2 separate regions of the Anolis sagrei genome follow, and region 1 is linked to region 2. A link is a contact called in public Hi-C data. All regions are on one chromosome and are shown on one strand. The core of a region is the stretch at or near the end of the contact, and the rest is flanking DNA. Distances in the headings are between cores, read along the strand shown. Region 1 holds the start of UBE2T (ubiquitin conjugating enzyme E2 T). Region 2 holds the start of LGR6 (leucine rich repeat containing G protein-coupled receptor 6).

Region 1 (5,454 bases), core at 2,807-5,306, 180 kb before region 2:
CAAGCATCCTCAGAGGTAGTGAGGTCTGTTGGAAGTAGGAAAAATGGGTTTATTTCAGTACATAAGCAGCCAGTAACCATCTTCCAAACGTGTGAAGGCAGACCTCTTCCGTGGCTTCTTTACAAAAATAAGAGTTGGGATCTTAACCAGGGATGCATTTTACACTGTAGAATTAATGCAGCTTGACATCATTTTAACTGCTGTGATTTAATACTATGAAATCATAATTGTAGTTTTACAGGGCCTTTAGTTTTCTCTGCCAAAGACTGCTGGTGCCTCGCCAAACCACCAGGAGCCCCTAGTGGCGCAATGGGTTAAACCCTTGTGCTGGCAGGACTGCTGACCAAAAGGTCGGTGGTTCTAATCCGAGGAGCAGGGTGAGCTATCAGTTACAGCTTGTCATGTGGGGATGTGTGAGAAGCTTCCCACAAGATGGTAAAATATCCAGGCGTTCCCTGGTCAATGTCCTTTCAGATGGCCAATTCTCTCACACCAGAAGTGACTACTCTCTCTCTCTCACTCTCTCTCTCTCTCTCATACGCACACACACACACACACACAAAACAAACCACCCAGGATTCTGTAACATTGAGCCATGGCAGTGAAAGTGGTGTCAAACTGCATTAATTCTACAGTGCAGAATGCTCTCTGGGCAGAAATGACATATCTGCTCACAGGATGCTCCTACTGGCAAGGTGGAGGAAGCAAGTGAGGTTTTATTTCTCTCACTATTCCTCTCTGCTTCTTTGAATAGTAGCTTCCAGTACCTCAGATTATTGGTCATGACTGGGGCTTCTGGGAGTTTTAGTCCAAAATATCTGGAAGGAAGTTCTGGGTGACCTATTGCTAGTGACAGTTGTTCATTCCTTTCTTTTGAGGCACAGTCATTTCCTGGGACAGGAGCTCTTCAGTTTGCAGACAAAATATGTCATCTCTAGAAATTTTCTGGGTCCTTCAGGGTGACTGTATGGCAATTTTTGGTGGAAATCATTCATTTCCAAAGGTCTTGCTTGTAAAGAACCTCCGACAATGCTAATGAAACTGCCACCAAAATGTAAAGAGACGCTGGTATTAAAGTCTCTGTTTGTGTTGTGAGGTAATTTTGGTAGAGTGGGTGCACCGAACATAAATTAATGGAGATGAGGCAGTTTTAAAAACCAAAGAGAACAAGTTTATTGTTAAACAAAGCGAATGGTTGCAAAATGAAGTTGTTAAGCTTGGCATATACTTGATAGTTACAATATGAAGATGTTAGGCTTGGCATATACTTGATGGTTACAATATGACTTGGTTGCGATACAGTTCAGACTTTTGATGTTACAACTTATAAACTCTTGCTGTAGTGAAGTGCTTTATTATTCAGTGTTCCCTGCTGTGAATATTCTCACTGTTTGATCTATACTGGATCAAATCACTGATCTCCAGTCTTCCACCGACTGGCGATCCTAAAAAGCCTCTGTTAGTTCTTTCTAACTAAAGTAATCTAACGAGGTTTTCCCCTTCAGCTCCCTAGCTGAAGAAATATTCACGAACACTAAAAAACTAACTCTACACTTCTTCACTCCTCAGAGTCTCTTCCCTGACTCTGCTACTCTCTCAGAGTCCCTATCTGACTCTGCTACTCTCTCAGGGTCTCTTCCTCCTGACTGAACTTAACTGTCACTTTCTAAACCTTTTTCTCTCTAAGCTCCTCCCACCTCCTCTTCTGCCTTGTTTCTATGGCAACATATCTCTCACAGCTAGGCCGCTCCAGCCATAGGCAACCAATGTAAAACATTAATACAGTTATACACACATTATAATAAACACTTCTGTACATTGCTATTCATGGTTTCCAGTCTGCAGGAACATATCCCTTGCAGATACAGGGGTTGTATAGCATCCTAAACCAGATGTTTTGCCACTTCTGCTATGATTCACTCATAATGACTAGTTTTTTTCTGTAAATGAAGATTTGATTGCTGCAATTGTAAAAAATATAATTTATGATGTTTACTTAGAGCTATGTCACAACCATTTTAAATTGTTCTAATCTAATTAGTGACAGGAAATGTGAATTCGGGTTAATTATCAGTCCTCCTTTTTCTGGGTCATTACTTGTTAGGAGACTTTGAACAGAGTTTGTCAAATAGAAATGAAGTTCTTTGACTGAACAGTCACTCAACACTTTATGGATCATCTTTGAAGTGCTTACCAAATTTAGCTGTCAGCTTCCTAAGGAAATTAACAAGGGAGGAAATTGACTCAAGGGCCCCATTTTACCTGACATCAGCATCTTAACTGATTTTAATCTCTTGTAGAACTTACAACAACAAAGACTCTTACGGCAAATAAATGTAATGTAAGCAAATGCAAAGTGATATGCACTGGGGCAAAAATAAAGTATAATAAAAATCTAGCTTCCTTAATGGGACTGAGTTGCCAGTGATTTAGCAAGAAAGGGAACGCGGATTGTAAAAAGAAAGTGTTGACACAGGAGAAAGTTTGCAGTTGCTAAAAAAATTAAACAGTAAAATTCCTTGCTAGGCACAATTAGAAAGGGAACTTGAAAATGGAACTGCCCTTATACAAACCTATAGTGTACCTATATCCAGACTACTGTGTACAGTTGTGGTCACTGCATATAAATAAAGAATATTATGTGACCCTTTTATCCATGAAGGATATGTTCCAAGATTCCGGCATGGATTCCTGAAACTGTGGATAATAGCAAATGCCTATATATATTTTAGTATGCCTGGGCTGCAGTCAAATGCAGGGAATTGAAGTCCAAAATTATTATTATTTTATTTCTTACCTCTCATAGTGGCTTGAGGTAGGTTACAACATAACTAAAAAAATGTAACCATGGTAGGCATTATATAAAATATACATATGAAAACGTATTTCTACAAAATGCCTATATTAAAACCTGGGTTGTTGTAGGTTTTTTCGGGCTATATGGCCATGTTCTAGAGCAGGGGTCCACAAACTTTTTAAACAGAGGGCCAGGTCACAGTCCTTCAAACTGTTGGAGGGCCGGATTATAATTCGAAAAACACATGAATTCCTATGCGCACTGCACATGTCTTATTTGTAGTGCAAAAAACACTTAAAACAATACAGTTATTAAATTGAAGAACAATTTTAACAAATATAAAGTTATTAGTATTTAAATGAGAAGTGTGGGCCTACTTTTGGCTGATGAGATAGGATTGTTGCTGTTGTTTTTGTGTGCTTTCAGATTTAGGTTGACCCTGAGCGAGGGCCAGGTAAATGGCCTTGGAGGGCCGCATCTGGCCCCTGGGCCTTAGTTTGAGGACCCCTGTTCTGGAGGCATTCTCTCCTGACATTTTGCCTGCATCTGTGGTAAGCATCCTCAGGTTGTGAGGTCTTCTGAGGTCTATTGGGACCTCCGAGGATGCTTGCCATAGATGCAGGCGAAATGTCAGGAGAAAATGCCTCTAGAACATGGCCATATAGACCGAAAAAACCTACAACCACCCAGTGAATCCAGCCATGAAAGCCTTTGACAATATATTATAAACACCTGGAAGACTGGAGTTTGGGTATTATTGAGGGCCCTTCCACGCAGCCATATAACCCAGAATATCAAGGCAGAAAGTCCCACTATATCTGCTTTGAACTGGGTTATCCGAGGGCCCTTCCACACAGCCCTATATCCCAGAATATCAAGGCAGAAAATCCCACATTATCTGAGTGTGGACTCAGACAACTCAGTTCAAAGCAGATATTGTGGGATTTTCTGCCTTGATATTCTGGGATATAGGGCTTTGTGGAAGGGCCCTGAGTCCACGCTGCCATATATTCCAGTTCAAAGCAGAAAATGGGGTTTTATTCAGCTGTGTGGAAGGGGCCTGTGTTAACACCATGCAGAGTGACAGCGAAATTAGTTCCGGAAGTATCAAGATCGACGCTAGAGACTGTATCCCATTAGAAACTGTTTAGATTTCTTGGGAGGTGGAGCTATTGTTTCCATTGGCCAATCCGCTTTGAGTTGCTTTTGACGGACACTCGGTCTGTCCATTCAGGCTGCGACGCGCTTGGGACGCTGGGTCTTTCCGGTTCAAAACAGGGCGCGCGTTTTGTCTTCTCGGCTTGTTTGGTGAGTTGCCTTCCTGAGGCTGAGAAACGCGGTGAGTCGTTGCGGCGCCTGTGGCTCCTGCTGCTTCGTTGGTTCTCAGGCATTCAGCAAGAGAAGGCCCTTTCCCCTCAGGCCTGTGGTGTGTGTGAAGGGAGTTCTGGTTCCGATGGTGTTTCTCAGCTCAGTTGGTTAGGCCTGGTTGGAACATTTTGTGGGCTGAGCATTGGGCGAGGGGTGCATCTACAGTAGGCATGGGCAAACTTGGGCCCTTCAGGTGTATTGGACTTCAACTCCCACCATTCCTAACAGCCTCAGGCCCTTTCCTTTTCCCCCTCAGGCGCTTAAGCGCCTGAGGGGGAAAAGGAAAGGGCCTGAGGCTGTTAGGAATGGTGGGAGTTGGAAGTCCAATACACCTGAAGGGCCCAAGTTTGCCCATGCCTGATCTAGAGTGTAGAATTAACACAGTTTGACATCACTTTCGCTGTGGGATCCTGGGAGATGTAGTCTGGTGAGGCAGAGAAGGCTAAAGGCCTTGTAAAACTACAACTCCCATGATCCCATAGCATTGAGCCATGGCGATTCGTGTGATATCAAACTGCACTAACTCAGCAGCGTAGATGCACCCCAGGAACTCTGAAGGCTAGACTTGGAATGAGCGAGACACACTCTCTCAGCCTCAAGAGGAAGGTGATGTCAAAGCTCTTCTGAACAAATCTTGCTAGGAGAACCCTGCCATAGGTTTGCCTTAGGGTTGTCATACCTTGGAAACAACTTGAAAGGCACGCAGCAGCAGCAACAAAATCCCCAAAGTAACTTCACCATGTTCCGCTTCTTCCCAGCGTTTCAGGTGGTGGAGAAATGGTATAAGTAAAACTTTATTTCTATCCCGCCTTATTTCCCCACAACATAACAGGCAAAAATTCAATGTGGTAAAATACCACAATTGTTGTTGTTGTTCATTCGTTCAGTCGTTTCCAACTCTTCGTGACTTCATGGACCAGTCCATGCCAGAGCTCCCTGTCGGCCGTCACCACCCCCAGCTCCTTCAAGGTCAATCCAGTCACTTCAAGGATACCATCCATCTATCTTGCCCTTGGTCGGCCCCTCTTCCTTTTTCCTTCCATTTTCCTCAGCATCATACTCTTCTCCAAGCTTTCCTTTCTTCTCATGATGTGGCCAAAATACTTCATCTTGGCCTCTACTATTCTTCCCTCCAATGAGCAGTCAGGCTTTATTTCTTGAAGTATGGACTGGTTGGATCTTCTCGCTGTCTAAGGCATTCTCAGCACAAAATACTACAATAGACTAAAACAGTTCAAAATAAACAGCGTGTCTTTACTCTGGAATGTTGTAGGCTTTTTCAGGCTATA
Region 2 (4,907 bases), core at 1,651-4,150:
TCAGGAGAGAATGCTTCTAAATTATGGCTATACAGCCCAAAAAACCTACAACAACCCAATGATTCCGGCCACAAAGCCTTCAACAATACACTATGATCACGCTGTCTTGAAGGCTCTGGGAGTAAACTACAATGGAAAGTTCCTGAAGCTCTGATCCTGTAGGCATCATGTCTTGAAATTTATTTTCTCAAAACAACACTTTGGATTACGGAGAATACTGATGCATCAATGGCCAGTCTCCTAGGCATGAAAGCCTGTGATATGAAATAGCCCCAAGTTTTTATGTTTTATTGAATTTTTGTGTGTGTCTAGGCATATAAACCTCTGATTTTTATTTGAGATGCTTTGTTTTATATAAACTGGATGGAAACTCAGAAATGAATCCAGCCTTGTTTGTATATACTGTTCCATGCAGCCACCCTATGACAAATGTAGTGCTTGAGCACAAGTTACTGGTTCAGTGAAACCCATTTGCAGAGTGCCTTTGAATATCAATATCCTCAGGGCTGTGCACCCTGACTCCAGTAAAAATACATGTTCCATAGCAAGAAAAACATCCTTTTGAAATAAAAAGGAGGAAAGGAGATGAAATAAAAAAAGATCACCTTTAAGACAAATGGGTTTTTCATTTTTTGGAAGCATTTAGTACTGTAGTTTATATCTACATACCAAAATAAAATCCAATTAGTCTTAACCTTTCTTATTTCCTTCACCCACCTTTCTCCTTTTCATCACAGCTACTTCTTCAAAGACATCCCTCTGAAATGTTTCTTTTGCAATTGGTTCGTTTTAAGAGACTCAACACAGTGTTAAAACCACAAAGGGTAAAACATGGGAGATCAAAGAAAAGAGATTGGTACAACTTCTTGGGTCAGTTTGAAAAGAGTGTCTTGACTGGGTATAGTATATTATCTTTGAAGATATCAATACACTGCAGAAAAATACATGGCATGTGAATGATATCACTGCTGTGACCACTAAGAATACTGAATGTCTCTGCTCTAACTACTAGGAAACATTGCTTGCTATACTGCTCAGTACAAAGGAGCAAAGTGCTCTTCGCAAGGCTGAAATCTTTTTAGCAGCATTTTGGGCAACCATTTCAAACTTTTCAGCATTGTCACCATTATTAACAACTTTTTAAAAAATCATAGCTAAGCCCCTCCATCACAGCTTCAATTTCTGACAGTTTTCAGTTTGCTGCAGAGTGAATGTTACAGGTAGAACTAATTTTTCTGTTCAGTAGCAAAACCATCACTCTGGAGATGCAAGGAAGACGAGAGATATTGACAACCTGGAATGTGTCCAGAGGAGGGCAACTAAAATGAACAAGCCCTATGATGAGTGGCTTAAAGAGCTGGGCATGTTTAGCCTGCTGAAGAGGAGACATGATAGCCATGTATAAATATGTGAGGGGAAGTCACAGGGGGGAGGGAGCAAACTTGTGTTCTGCTGCCCTGGAGACTAGGACGCGGAGCAATGGCTTCAAACTGCAGGAAAGGAGATTACACCTGAACAGTGGGAAGAACTTTCTGAATGTGAGAGCTGTTCACCAGTGGAACTCTCTACCCTGAAGTGTGGTGGAGGCTCCTTCTATGGAGGCTTTTAAACAGAGGCTGGATGTCCATCTGTTGGGGGTGCTTTGAACAAGAATTTCCTGCTTCCTGGCAGGGGGTTGGACTGGATGGCTCATGAGGTCCCTGCCAACTCTACGATTCTATGATTCTATGAATGCAGGAGAACCACCCAACCCCACACTGCCCAAATTTTCTAAGCCATCTTCCAATTACAGATAAATGATGTAACAACTCACTGATGAGAAAATGTCACAATGACCAGCAACCTGGGATCTCCGGGTGAGGTCGGCAAGTCAAACATGACATCTTTTTCTTTTCTGCTCTACACGGTCCAGGTTTTACCGTATCCAGCAAAGCTTCATCCCTCCAAAAAATGGTCTAACTTTAATTTCTTACTCACTGATGACAAATCTGGACACTGACATTCTCTGCGCCTGTAAAGTCCCATGTTATATTGCCTCTTGAAATGTTTGAAATGGGGATCCTATAACAGTCTGCAGCAATTACCCAATCTAAATACTCCATTATGTTCCCAAACAATCAGAATCAGCCCAGCAAACAAGCTCTGTCTCCTCTGATCCATAGCAATCAAGAAGTAAAGCATGCAGAACATCACAATATAAACACGCTTTCCAGAGGACCACAAGGGGAGCCCTGGGAGGAGGGAGCCGGGAGGAGGGGGGAAGGTGGGCAGTGACTTCCTTGTCAAAAGAGCTGCCTCCTTCATTGTTGGTTTTAATTGGCAGGTGGAAACCTTTCTTTTAATAAAGCATGCTGCAAGTGATAACGTTCCTGGAAAAGCAAAGAAGGAATGACAATGCTGTACTTACAGGTAAGCTGTTAAGGGACTCAGGCCATCAGGAACAGAAGAGAGGCCAAGCTCTGAACAGTCCACTGAGAGCATGATGCCATCTTCCTCACAGTGGCACAGAGGTGGACAGGAGAGTGCAGCACCTTGTTCCAAAGACACAATTTTGAGCATGCCTGAAAAACACAGGAAAAGCCACCAGGGCATCAGCAGCTGGTCCATTCGGAGTCCAGCTGGAGCCAGCATGTTGCTTCAGGCTGGTTCTCTCCTCCTCCACCAGTTTGCTCCTTCTCTCTTTCACCCTCTGGTTTGATCTTTGCAGGGTGGTGGAGGCAAGTGATTCTAGAGCTCTTGCCGACAGCAGCACTTTCTCACTCTGCTGTGCTCTTCCTTGGTGCAGCCAAGGTGCAGCCTGTGAAGGGAAGGCATTGTTGAGTGATCCTAGTTATTGGGTTTCACACCGGCTGGGCTGGGCTGAGCAGAGGTTTAGGGAGGCTCACATGGGAGGAGTTAGAGAAACTTTCTCCTCTCCTTCCCTCTCCCTCCTTCAGAGCTGGCAGGAATTTCATTCAAAACCAGAAAAGGTGCTGGTGGTGTTTGAGAGAGAGAGAGAGAGAGAGACCTGTTAGTAGCTTTGGGACTTGTTTGGAAACAGCTTTAAAAAGAGGTTGAACAGGGAGGGGAAAGATTGGCAGAGTAAAATGAAGGATCTTTGGGAGGCAGGCAGAGAAATGTCACTCATTCAGCACTTCCATTTCACAGCATTTTGCCCTTGAGCTTGGAAAACTTATGAGGGAGAGGATGATAACCTCTACTATGGTTTTTTTAATGGAATTCTGGGTGTTATTGTTCAAGGAGAAAAAAAACTTTTCTTAGCTGTTTTGCCTCAGTTTTTACATCCATGTCTCTTCGTTTCCATGTCAGAACCCCACTGACATGGGGTTCTGACATGATTTTGGCTCCACCATTTACACACACAGAAGCACATCATAGACCTCCTACCATGTCAACAGCACATCCAGTCTTCTGTTAATGCTGCCCCTTCCCTCCATCCACATAATTCACCTATCAACTGAAGATAAAGCTTTATGCACCTAAAAACATGGATGTTTAATTGTGCCTTTGATTAGAAAGTTCCAAAGAATTGGCCCTTTAATACCTAAATTTCAGCACTTTGGCATGGCCCTCCGCACTACAATCCTGACATTATAAAGCTCAAGGACATTACTCTCCCATCCATCCACTGAATTTAGCACTTTCCCTTAGCTCTATCTAGGAATTTTGCACAAACTAATAAATAATAATAATAAAAATAAACTCAGAGCCCTCTGAACTCAGCAAGTTTATTGTTCCCATGGTACTGTTTTCATGATGTTATGTTTTATTGTGACATGTTTCTTTTTAGTTTGTTTTTGTTTTTCTTTTATTGCATTACGTTTTAACTCTGTGCTCTCTGGGCTTGTCCCTTTGTAAGCCACCCCCAATCCCTTCGGAGAGATGGAAGAGGGGTATAAAAATAAAGTTATTATATTATTATTATATGCAATGAATTCTAGTCCTCAAAAGCATCTGCTGTCATGAATGCACCATCTCTTGAGCACTCTCACAATCTCCTGATCATTTTGGCACCACATAAATGCAGACTGTTCAACAGGCCCTTCAGAGGCATAACATCATTACCTGTGTGACGGGATGCAAAGAGATGGGGAAATCTCACCTGAATAATGCCATCCATAGTCCAAGTAAATGACAGTCTGAAAACTGCTGCACCTGAGTAATGTGGTAGTATAATTCAAAGAAAAAGTGCTACTTTTGACTAATCTAAACATTAGATTTTGACCTAATCTAAGAGATTCAAATTCAGAAAAAAGTATTAGCTAACAGATTCTCTCTTACAGTTAACATGAAGGTGCAAATTCCATAGCAGTCCAATTGCTTGTACACAGGACCAAAATACTTATTTTTGTGTTTCGTTTTAAAATCTTCTTCAGCACTTTTGCTTTTCCTGTCTGCCTTTTTTTCATCTCAAAAAATGCTTTCTGCATTTGCACAGACACCTGAAGTTTTGCATACCCAGACTTAATCCTATCCAGTATTGTTAGAGCTTGGAAGTCTTCTATCTAGTCACTCTGCTTAGGGCAGAGCTCAGAAGAGTTACACTTTTTGTAATCTAAATCCAGATCCAAATTATGGGTCTTGTAGTCCAAATAATGTCATTTTTCCTAGCTCTAATAATGTGATTCCATTTGTTTACTGGCACAACCAATAGTGAAGAATGCTAGAAGTTGCAGTTCACCAACATCTGGAAGGCTGTAGTTTGCCTGTTCTTGATGGAGCACTATGTAGGCAATTACCATGTGAGGATAAGAAAAACTTGTAAAAAAAATAGCTTTTTGAACCACCAAAATCTCCCAGCTGCCATGACTGTTAAAAAGGTAACCTTTCCAAGCTCTAATTAGATGTGTAATGGGAACAAGGACATGCTGGCGGGAGCAGCCTACAGACATCATCCATCAATGCTC

The links. Hi-C and Micro-C count contacts between places; a contact is called where the count stands out from the background.
Region 1: a Hi-C map of mixed tissue shows a contact between it and region 2, with 4 times the contacts expected there. The contact joins the promoter of UBE2T here to the promoter of LGR6 in region 2. A contact is called at or near these places in 2 of 2 Hi-C or Micro-C datasets (both in mixed tissue).

The regions. Positions count from the first base shown.
Region 1 is chr4:205,675,638-205,681,091 of rAnoSag1.mat, reverse strand. UBE2T (ubiquitin conjugating enzyme E2 T) reads left to right here and starts at 4,056. Exons shown (of 8, transcript XM_067468124.1): 1 at 4,056-4,136.
Region 2 is chr4:205,497,766-205,502,672 of rAnoSag1.mat, reverse strand. It overlaps LGR6 (leucine rich repeat containing G protein-coupled receptor 6), which reads right to left and starts at 2,900. Exons shown (of 16, transcript XM_060772489.2): 1 at 2,408-2,900. The coding sequence starts at 2,631.